Regions from separate parts of the Gossypium hirsutum genome. Here region 1 is linked to region 2. The links are chromatin contacts, called in public Hi-C maps. All regions are on one chromosome and are shown on one strand. The core of a region is the stretch at or near the end of the contact, and the rest is flanking DNA. Distances in the headings are between cores, read along the strand shown. Region 1 holds the start of LOC107910383 (aldehyde dehydrogenase family 3 member H1). Region 2 holds the start of LOC107910375 (SWI/SNF complex subunit SWI3C).

Region 1 (5,483 bases), core at 1,373-3,872, 150 kb before region 2:
GTGATAGATATTATACATTGAGTCATTGTTACTAGGAAAACCGGGGTGACAAATTTATTTAGTTGAGTAAACCATTATTGTCGGGCAATTCGAAATGGTATTATATATCATTATAGCGTCATTGTTGCCAGGCAACCTTGGGTGATGGATCTGTCTATCTGTACCTAGTGTCAAGTTAATGGCGTTATAAACACATGAATTGGTAAATGGTAAAGTAATGAAATGTGATGGAATTATGAAATGTGATATTATTTTATTTTATTTGAAAATAAGCCCCGGGGTCCGAGCATGTATAAAAGAGCCATTAGGCTTAAAAATAGTTGAAACATCAATATGAAAGGGATATATTTACTTAATTGATGAGGTTGAACACTAAACTAGTTGTTTATAAATTGAATGATAAATGTTATATTAATTTGCATATGCATATACAGCGGATTCTATGTTAACATGAATATAGGTATAATTGCTTTGAATTGGCAATTGAAGTATGGAATTGTGCAAAGTAATACTCATGCTTTGATTTTGAATTGAATAGGTTCAATTAGCTTATACTTGTAATCCAATATCTTGAATCATAAATTTACCATTAAGCGATTTGCACAACATAGGTTTTGTTTTTTCGTGCGTAGGTAACTTAGATTCACAGTAGATCATGATAAGGTCTTCTTAGCATCCAGAATTCGAACCCGGCTTAGCAATGTTTGTGCATTTTTTATGTTTATAGTTGGCATGCACCTAATAGGTTAAGTTTTGTTGGGATAGAATGGTATTTATAATTAAATGTTGCATTTTGATGTTTTAAAAGTGATATATATGGTTGATGTGTATATGCGTATATGTGTATGCAACTTAGAATTCTCATAGTGTGATTAATGCATGAGATATGTGATGGTACCGTGATTGAAATGTATGAATGGACCTAATAAATGGTTGATATGTCATATGTCATGATGTGCAATTTGGATTTGCTATGGTAGTATCAGGGAATGATACATCAAATGGCAGTTTAATTACAAAGTGAAGAATTAATATGTATAGGTTTGCATCTAGAATAATAAGAATACTAGGTAAGTTAGTGAGAATGATTGGATGATTGGAAGTAATAGGTAGTTAGAACATGATGTTGATATGAATTGAAAGTGTTATGGCTTATTATGGAACCTATTTTTACTGTACATTTGGTCAAAAAGAAGAAAATAATAAGGTTAAATTGAATATGCATTGGTGTATCTTAAAATTGCAGGTTGTGAGTTGGTATTGCAGAAATAGTATGTGACGTCGTGACGTCAAACGCATGTCGTTGCGATAAGAAATGGCCTATAATGTCACGTTGAGACGAGAAACACTGTCGTCTCAATGAGGCCAAACAGTGAGTGATGTCACGCAAACTGACGTTGTGACGTGATAAATTGTTTGGTGACATTACGATATGGTAATGATGACGTCACGGCATCAACCCTGTATTTTGAAAATTTTACAATTCAGTCTTGATTTGATCTCGAGTTAAATTAAAAGCTTTCGTAAGCTCGTTTAGGACCCAAGAATGATTCTATATTGTATTGTTTGTTTATAATTCTTATGAATAATAGCTTGATGATGTGAATTCATATTTAATTTGACCGTAGTTGCTCCGGCAACGAATGTGGCACATTGTAGCTCGGACCCGGCAATTGGGTCAAGTATAGGGTGTTACAGACGAACCCTAATCAGAGAGTCATGTCGCGATAATGAACTCCCCAAAGTCGTGACATCAATTCAAAATTTTGTATCATTTACAATTTGATCCATTTCGATCTTGGGTTAATAAAAGAGCTTTTGTAGGCTCATTTAAGGCCCGAAAATGATAATGCATTGTTTAATTAGCATGAATTACTTATATTTAAAGTTATATTGACATTGAATTGGATGTTATTGATTGTAGTTGCTCCGGCAATGAATGTAACACCTTGTAACTCAGACTCGTCGATCAGGTCGGGTATTGGGGTGTTACAAATAAAATGCTGACGTGTTAAGTAAAGACACTATCGACTTGTCATCATTTTAAACACGCCACATAAAATTATTTCTGAAGACCTTTTAAAATAATATATGATATTTCTTCAAAAAATATATAATATATGATATGATATAATTAGTGATGAAATTGAAAGTTTTTTAGCTTAATGTAATATTTATTTAAAATTAAATTAAATTATTAAAATATGTAAATATTGAAAACTAAATATATTATTATAATAATTAAAAAATATGACATTATCATATCCAAAAACATTTTACATCAGAACAATATTAGCGGTGAAATTGAAAGTCTTTATAATTTAGTTACCAAAAGAAAAATACACTAATAATTATATAACTAAAGATGGAATTTACCATTATTTTTCTTTTTTATATTTTTAAATCTTGCTTTCTTATAAGGACAAGAATTATATTGAAATTCACGTCAACTTAACATTCCAGGTATGATTTATTTACATTTTTAAATTCAAAATTAAATCTGAAAGTCCAAAGTTAAAAGGAAAAATTAATTTATTTATCTTTTTAATCGGTTGTATAGGTCCCCATCAGAAAGTGAAGGTTTACCTTAATAGATCACAGCTGAGGAAAACGCCAGAGGTATGGCCCGGGTCACGGGGTCTTGTGCTATATATCTATATACGATTATACGCAGTTTCGTTGTTTTTGAGTATATTGGCAGGAAAAAGAAAAGGTGACGTAAGACATCATCATTATCAACGCCGGCAGAGTCCAATCAATTCAAAATCCTCATTTTGATTTCTTGTTCTCGGCGGTTCCTTTTAAGATTCATAGTTGGAGCGTAATTTGATTGATTATTTGGACGATAATGACGAGCGAAGTGGAGAACAAGCCGGTATTTTGTACGGAGTCGGCGAAGGAGTTGGTGAAGGAGTTGAGAGCTAGCTTCGCAACCGGAAAGACTAAAAGCTACGAATGGAGATTGACTCAGTTGAATGCCATGGTGAAGATGATGGAAGAGAAGGAGCCGCAAATCGTTGCCGCTCTTCACGATGATCTTTCCAAGCCGGAACTCGAATCCTCCATCTATGAGGTCAAACCTTTTTATTTCTTTTTAATTTTGAAAATTTATTTTCCTGTTATTCTTTCTTTTTAAAAAAAAATTGATTTCGGATTAGTTTTTTAGTTAATTAATTAAAATGGATGAGAAGTAGAATTCAATGAAGTTATTTCACGTACTAAATTATAGTATTAGTCGTTTAGTGCAGAGTCTATAGGCGGCTGTAAGTCAGCTCTGGACAATTCTTGATTGGCATTTAATTATATCTAATAATAAAAACTTTACTGTTGGACTTGGTTATTGAATGAATCTGAATTTCAATTTTAAATTATTAAAACTTTGTTATTAATTATTGACCAGTCTCCAGATTATAATATTCATAAAATAGATTTGATGGGTTTATTTGGTTACTGATAAACAACTTCAACTACTTTGTCTTTAAAGCTAACGGTGCTGTTTGGGGGGTTTATTTAGTTTTTCATAAATCTAGATATACATTTGTATTAATATTATAAAATTTTATGAGAGGCCCTGTTTCGTGTCAAGCTCCAACTCGAGAATCGTGAAATACATGAAGAGAACAGTTGGGAAGTTTTAGGAATCCTCTCTCTATTGTTGCTGGTGTGCAAAGGTTTTAGAAGTGTTTAAATACGTGACAGAATTGAAATCTTGATGGGCACAAGTAGCATTTATGGCATGCTAACAGTTAACTTTGTCATGAAAACGGTTGATCATTTTTCTGACTTTAAATGATTGCTAGATATATGCAGTGTTCCAAACTACTAGAACTCAAATACTTGAATATTTATTGCTAATCCAACTTGCTCACTTGGTTAAAATCTCCAGCCACATGATGTAAATATCGTAAGAAATATTTCTTTTTTGGCCTTTTTTTTTTGTTCAGCCTCTATAGTTATTGTGGATATACTTTTATCAGTGAAGATTCCTCAAAATTATTAATTATTTGGAATATGTCTGGGCTTTGGGGTAGATAGTCCCTGCGCTTTCCCATATTTAGTAGAGATCAGGATTAAGTATAATAAGTAACGGTTAAACTTCAATGCAGGAATGTATATCAGTAGGTGGACAGGATTTAGGAAAAAGAAAGAGATAGAGAGATGTCTTGCTATTTACTGTTATTTTGAATAATTATAAGTTGGTGATTGGAGCTTTGACTGAGATAGACTACTGCTGTGAGGATAATTGTAGTTTTGATTAATTAATGTGGGGATACTTAATAATGGTATGAAAGCTAGATGAACCTTGATTGTCGCCAATGAATACTTAAGGAGGTTTTTGAAAATTTTCATCTGTTTATAGTCACAGGTGTTTGCCACTTGTTTGAAAGAAACATTATTTGAGCCAAATGCCTAAATTATATATATTCAGTCTCTGGATTTAAATGTGGAGGCTAGTGTGGTTTACTTTAAGATAGTTATATGCATCATTTAAGTCAACCTTTTGTGTTATGTTGATTAGATTTAAGAGCTAATGATAATGAATGTTGGACAGTAAGCAAATTTTCTTTTGAGGTTTCCTAAGTGGTAGTTCTTGGTGTAAGTGTCACTATTTGGCTGAAGATAAAAGTCGGTTACTTTTAGGTTTTTAACTTGGAAAATTAATATATTAGTTTACTATTGTTCTGGAGCAATTTATTTTTGTCATACAGGCAAGTTTGTTTTGAGATGTCATCCTCTTGTTAAGTTTGTGTAATTCTTGATAGTTGATATCTTTGTTTTAACCCTAAATGTCACACTAATTAGAAAACAAGAACTATGGAGAAGGCAACAATATTTGAGTTATTTATATTTGGCCTCCCGAGTGTGCTCTTCGTTTCTATGGAACTCCCACATAAAATAAGTAATCTTTTTCCTCTGATATTGACATGGTTGACACTTCAGATAGCGATGCTAAAGAACTCATGTAGATTGGCAGTCAAGAACATGAAGCATTGGATGATGCCAGAAAAGGTAAATATTTTGGATACCTCTCAAATGGGTGGAAGCTTTCATTGAGTTTTCTTTTTGGCATTAAAGAGTTGAATATGATTAACCTGCCTTTCTTGCAGGCAAAAACTTCATTGGTTACATTTCCTTCCTCTGCTGAAATTGTATCTGAACCATTGGGTGTGGTGTTAGTAATCTCAACTTGGAATTATCCTTTTTGTATGTTAAACTCCCTGGTGAACTTGTTTACAGTCATGTTTTCCTTTTTCTTTTAATTCCTAAATTTTGTCGGAATGATGACTATAATTGTATATCTTCTTTCAGTGTTGTCTCTAGATCCAATTGTTGGAGCTATTGCAGCCGGTAATGCTATAGTCTTAAAGCCGTCAGAAATTGCTCCAGCCACATCATTGTTGCTTGCAAGGCTAGTAGCTGAATATTTGGACAGCTCTTGCATAAAGGTTGTTGAAGGGGCTGTTCCTGAAACAGCAGCACTA
Region 2 (5,547 bases), core at 2,656-5,155:
TTATTTTTCTGCACTTACTTCTTATTCTTAATGTTCTTAGTGTTAGTTAAATTACTTATCACTATAGCTTAGGTTTATTTTCACTTTCAATCCTTGTACCTTGGTATAAGACATTTGTAGTTTTAGTTTAATGTATTTCAGTTTCTTTTACTTTAAATCTGCTAAAGTTTGCTCCTTTTATGTTTATTACTTTAGATTTTCTTATTGAATGTCTTTAGTTTCATATTCTTTAAATTTTCTTGCATAAAAATACAAACTTTTATATTTTTCTCAAGCTTTACTTTAATGGTTTTTTTGCTTTTCATTTTCATGTCCATTAGCTTTATTTTCAGCATGAGTAGTTAAACCTCAAAGGGGTTTGGTTGATGGATATGTGGGTAAGTTGATTTTTTAGACAAGGAACTAAATTAAATAGACCTAAAAAGTTAGGAATTGATGCCCCTAAGGTTGTGCACCAATTTATTAGTCTCGGATTAACCAGTGAGATCAAGAGATAAACCCGATTAATTTTTCTAAGTTGGTAAAATTGAGATCGAAAAATAAAATTGAGTCACTTAGTAATTTAAGCCATTTAAGTCCCTCATTCGAAGACTGGAAAACTGCATCGAAATCAACCTACCACCATTAGTCATTTATTGGTTAATCTTGTAGTTTTGTACTATTTATAATTTGGTCCTTAGATTAGCATATTTAATTTTCTTGCAAAACTTTCTTGTTATGATTTGCCGTATTATAAAATAATACAAGTAGTTGCTTAAACTTTATAGTATACACTATTTATCACTCAATAGCTATCTCTTTTGGGTTCAACCCTTTGGAAGACTTCGTGTTCCATTTGAACTATAAATATTAAAACTGACTTATACGCTTGCAGTAAAATCGCACTTTAAATTTACTTTATAAAATCGTTTGTTTATTGTGCACGCATGCATGTAGTCACAAATAACAGTAGCAAAGAATATTTCAAATGGTTGTCCCCCATATTAAACCAACATTAATCCTCAAATTACCAGTAAGCCATTCAACCAAAAAAGCATGAAGAAGAACTATTAACTCCATTGGATCCCAATAAACTTCTCTAAAGTCTAGTGGTCACATGACACACTCTTAAAACGTGTAAGACTAGTTCCTCCATTACTCCACAAATTGAACACGTTGGATCCTCTGCCATACCTTCTCTGCATCCACTTGTAAGACTAGTTCCTCCATTACTCCACAAATTGAACACGTTGGATCCTCTACCATACCTTCTCTGCATCCGCTTAACATTCGTTAACAATCTATTTTTCATTGCTTGCCATAAGATGTAAAGCTTAATTGTGCTAAAAGGGGTGAATTGGTGATTAAAAACTTTGCAAGAAAGATGAATAAAAATTGACACAATGATATATATTGGTTCAACCCCAATTGCTTACATTCATTACCTTAGCTCTTCACAATTAAGGGTTTCCGAAATCCATGAACCCTTTTAAGGATAATGTTTAACTTTTACAACACTATCTTTTGAATAGACGAGATAGACCCATTTCCCATTAAAGTTTTCTACCCACAACCATAAGTGACCTCTCACAAATTTTAAAAATGAATAGTTAAAAAGAAATACCAATCAAAGGCTTATATACAATAATCAAGCTCACTTAAATGAATTACTAACACTTGAAAATAATGAAAGAAAATAAAACTCGAAGTGTAAACAAGAGAAATATGAAAATTACAAGTGAAAGATTGGATTTTTACACAATAAGCTTTATGAACTTGTTTCTTGTCTTCTTTTTGATGTTCTTAAGTTATATTTATACCCTTTCATTGATTTCTAGTCGTTTAGAGTAATTAGAGGGAAAATTGAGTCATTTAAGACATTTACTTGAACATTAAATGCAGTTGCAGGGGCCTATGTTTCAATACTTGGACTTTAGGTTCTGATACCCTGCTTAAATAAAGTAATCGTTAAAGCTATAGATACCAGACTCTAAGGTTGTGTTCAAATACCTCTTGCTTTGGGGTTCAGTTCCTTTTCATTTGGGGTTCAATACCCCCAAATGTTCAAAATTGATTTGGCACCCCAAGTTTCAGAGCACACAATCTTGGGTCCAATACATAGTAATATATATAGACACTTAGACCCAAGGGGTTCGATACCTTTAAAGTCAGTAAGTTGTGTTATGATATCCTTAATAACGGTATTGGACCATAGCCCAAGTTATGCTAAAAATAAGTTTTAAAAGTACTTTTAGGAGCTTCTAATCTTCATAATTTTTTTCTAGATATTTAAACCATTTTGAAAATTACTTGAAAATAATTTTTTAAGGTTTAACATGAGATCTTATAAAATTTAATTAAGGAAATATTTTGTTATATCAAAATATTTGAAAATAAAAACTAACATAAGAAAACCTGAATACGTTGAGGTATAGGGCATTCCCAAACAATCTTCCATTACATTCTTTTTCACCCCAAAGATCTTCCATCAAACTATTATAAGCATCTCTAAGTGAAACGATGTTGTGGATCCACCAAATCTTTGGTTAACAAACTATACACACAAATTTTGAGTTGAAAATTGACTTGAAATTTTGAGTCAAATTTATTGATAACTTTGAAAGAAAAGTTACAATCTCTGGATTTCTTTACAAAGAAAACTTCTTTGATTCTTCTCTTCGATTTGGCTGTAATCCAAGTTTGTCTAGACTTGGTCTTGGATGGATGTGATTGCTTCAAGAGTTATGTTGACTTGCTCTTGAAACAGGTTTGGACCTTCTTTCTTCAGTTGATTTGGATCGAAAGACAACTTTTTTTAGAAACGACTTTTGTCTTCTTCTTCACATATGAACTGGATTGGAAGGTGGGTTTTCTTCAGAATGAGTATGGTGTTCGTCAAAATTTCTTCAACTTCTTCAGATAATTTTGATGAGATCTTTTAGGCTTCTTGAACTTGTGAATTTGTAGAATGGCTTGGGGCTACCTTTCTTATAGTGCTAATTACTTGAATAAAAGAAAGTTCTACAAGTAATTAAAGTCTTTTATTTATTATTTTTCTCTTATTAATTGATTAAAGATGAAATAATAATTTAATTTTATCTTTAATTATTTTATTTTTAACTAGTGGTAAATTTATCTATTAATTAACTTAAACTAATTAGAGAAAAATAATTATGATGTCATCAAATTTTCACCATGATAATTTTGGCTTGACTTACAATAACTTCGGCTTGATACGTGAAGATTTGTAATTGGTCCGAAAATTTTCCTCATCTATACAAACATTCATCAATAATCACATTATCATCACATGAATCTCTAAGAAGACCTAATTATTGTATTCAACTGTCAGACCAAAACCGAATCGCAGTGTCATCCTAGTGACCACATCAAATTAACTTTAAGAAAATCCTGGATTTTTTATAAGTGATCTCTATGGAGCATAACAATTAGCTCTTTCTATTGAATTCAAAGAATCTCATCAACTCGATAGAAAATATTTTTAATTGAGAGTAATTTATGCTTTGACAGTTATTTGTTACTCATGTAACTCAACCAACTATATTAAAACTTAAAATTTTCATTTTTACTTGTGTTTCTATTATATATATGATTTAAAATATTAATTAAAAAGTTTATAAAAACGAGTTTTAACTAGGTTCGCTAATCAATAGATTTTTTTACTTTTCATTGGACTTGTACCTTGACCAGTTGATCCGGTTCAAAAAATATTAACGAAACCCAATGTTATTGGAACTGGATTGAATTAATTAATTGAATTGAAAACTTATCAGTATATCATTCCAAACAAGGAGAATAAATGAATCTCCAAGCGTAAGATTAAATCGAAAATCAATGGTATAACGAGATTCGACACCTATTTGACTTTTATAACATTGATTAAACGTTGGTGGGTAACCGAGTGAGCCCAATAAGCCTACTCACGCCAAGATCCCAAAGGAAAGACGCTGAAGTGCGGGAGGGGAAAAGTTAAGAAACAGAGGGCAAAACCAAAACAAAGAAGAGAAAGAGAAGAGAAAAGAAAAGTCCCTATTCACTTTCTCTTTCTCCTTCTACTAATATTATACTACTACTACTACTACTACTACTACACCTTTCCCTTCCCTGCAATTTTAATCCCCCACCCCACAAAATTCTTTCGCCATTTCACACACTTCCTCTCTGTAATTTCACCTTTCACTACTAATTCAATCCAATGCCTGCTTCTTCTTCAGGCAATCTCTCGTCCCTCTTTTTTCTTTTAATTATTTTCTCATTTTCCGTATCCAATGATAATAAAATTTAAGTTACCCTAATTACGTTTTTCACTTTACCTAGAATTTTTTTTTTTAATTTTTTTTGGGATAGATGGTCGAGGTAGATGGAAGCGGCGGAAGCGAGAGCGAAGATTGAAGCACCAGGTGGAAGAAAAGGATGTGGTTCCGGAGGAAGACGATGAAGAAGAGAACAACGATGACCTTGACAACTCCGGGGACGATGCCGCCGGTGTCGCCACGGATCCATCCTTACCGGGCTCCAGCGAGAGTGAGGTCCTGTCCGGCGGTGGATTTCGCATCTCAGAGTTCCCTCCCGTGGTGAAGAGAACCGTGAACCGTCCTCACGGTTCCGTAATGGCGATCGTGGCATCTGAACGGGCGGGTTTGATTGGGGATGGTAAGGGGCATCAGCAGGTTGAGCTGGCGGTTTTGGAGAATGTTTCGCACGGGCAGATACAGTCGGTTTCTATGGAAGCTCCCGTTGTTGATCCGGAGAAGTATGTGATCACCCCTCCTCCTATAATGGAGGGTCGTGGTGTTGTTAAGAGGTTTGGGAGTAGGGTTCATGTCCTGCCAATGCATTCAGGTTCGGTTCCGCTGTCTCTTTAATATCTTCATGTTTTAAACTTTTGCCTGGTTTCAATTTTGATTCTGACTTTGGCTAGCCGAAAGAATAATGAACAAGTTTAGGGGGTTTAATTTCAACGAATTTCCTATAAATCAAGGGTATAAATAGATGGAGCTTATTTATATTAATTGACTGTAAGTGGTATTAAGAGGTAGGATTGAAGTGTTTCAAAGGTTTGACTTTCGTCTGTTTCTCGTAGTGAACGCACGCTGCTAATATTTGGTGAATGTTCTTTCTTTGTACCTTTTAAAAAAAAGTTCTTTCTTTGTCAGCTTGAATTTCAGATGCACTGTTGGAAAAGTCTTTTGAGAAAGTATATAATTTAAGTTCCTTTTTGTATTTGACTGGGGAACTTTATAATCGTTTTCTTATGTGAGTTGATTAGTACCTATAGTAGACCTTCTTTTGATTGGACTCTAAGAAATGTCTTGAATCTTGATCTAGCTCAGACGAGATGTAATCTAAATTAAAACAAAAGTTAAGCAATTTAAACTTGGGTTGGTCTTATTTACATGATATGTGTGTTGTGTCGTGTCATGTCATGTCATGTCTAGCATTAGTAGAAGAAACACGCATTATAAATTCCAAGCTTATGTTGCACCCTCTCTCTTTGTGCACTAAAATCTTCTTATTCGTGTACTAATATTTGGTTGTGTTTGTGGG

The links. A called contact is a pair of places that touch in the nucleus more often than the background predicts.
Region 1: a Hi-C map of hypocotyl shows a contact between it and region 2, with 2.6 times the contacts expected there. The contact joins the promoter of LOC107910383 here to the promoter of LOC107910375 in region 2. A contact is called at or near these places in 2 of 34 Hi-C or Micro-C datasets (hypocotyl and leaf).

The regions. Positions count from the first base shown.
Region 1 is chrD02:13,094,415-13,099,897 of Gossypium_hirsutum_v2.1, reverse strand. LOC107910383 (aldehyde dehydrogenase family 3 member H1) reads left to right here and starts at 2,622. Exons shown (of 10, transcript XM_016838210.2): 1 at 2,622-3,073; 2 at 4,942-5,010; 3 at 5,109-5,205; 4 at 5,311-5,483. The coding sequence starts at 2,849.
Region 2 is chrD02:12,949,545-12,955,091 of Gossypium_hirsutum_v2.1, reverse strand. LOC107910375 (SWI/SNF complex subunit SWI3C) reads left to right here and starts at 3,905. Exons shown (of 7, transcript XM_016838200.2): 1 at 3,905-4,214; 2 at 4,348-4,842. The coding sequence starts at 4,196.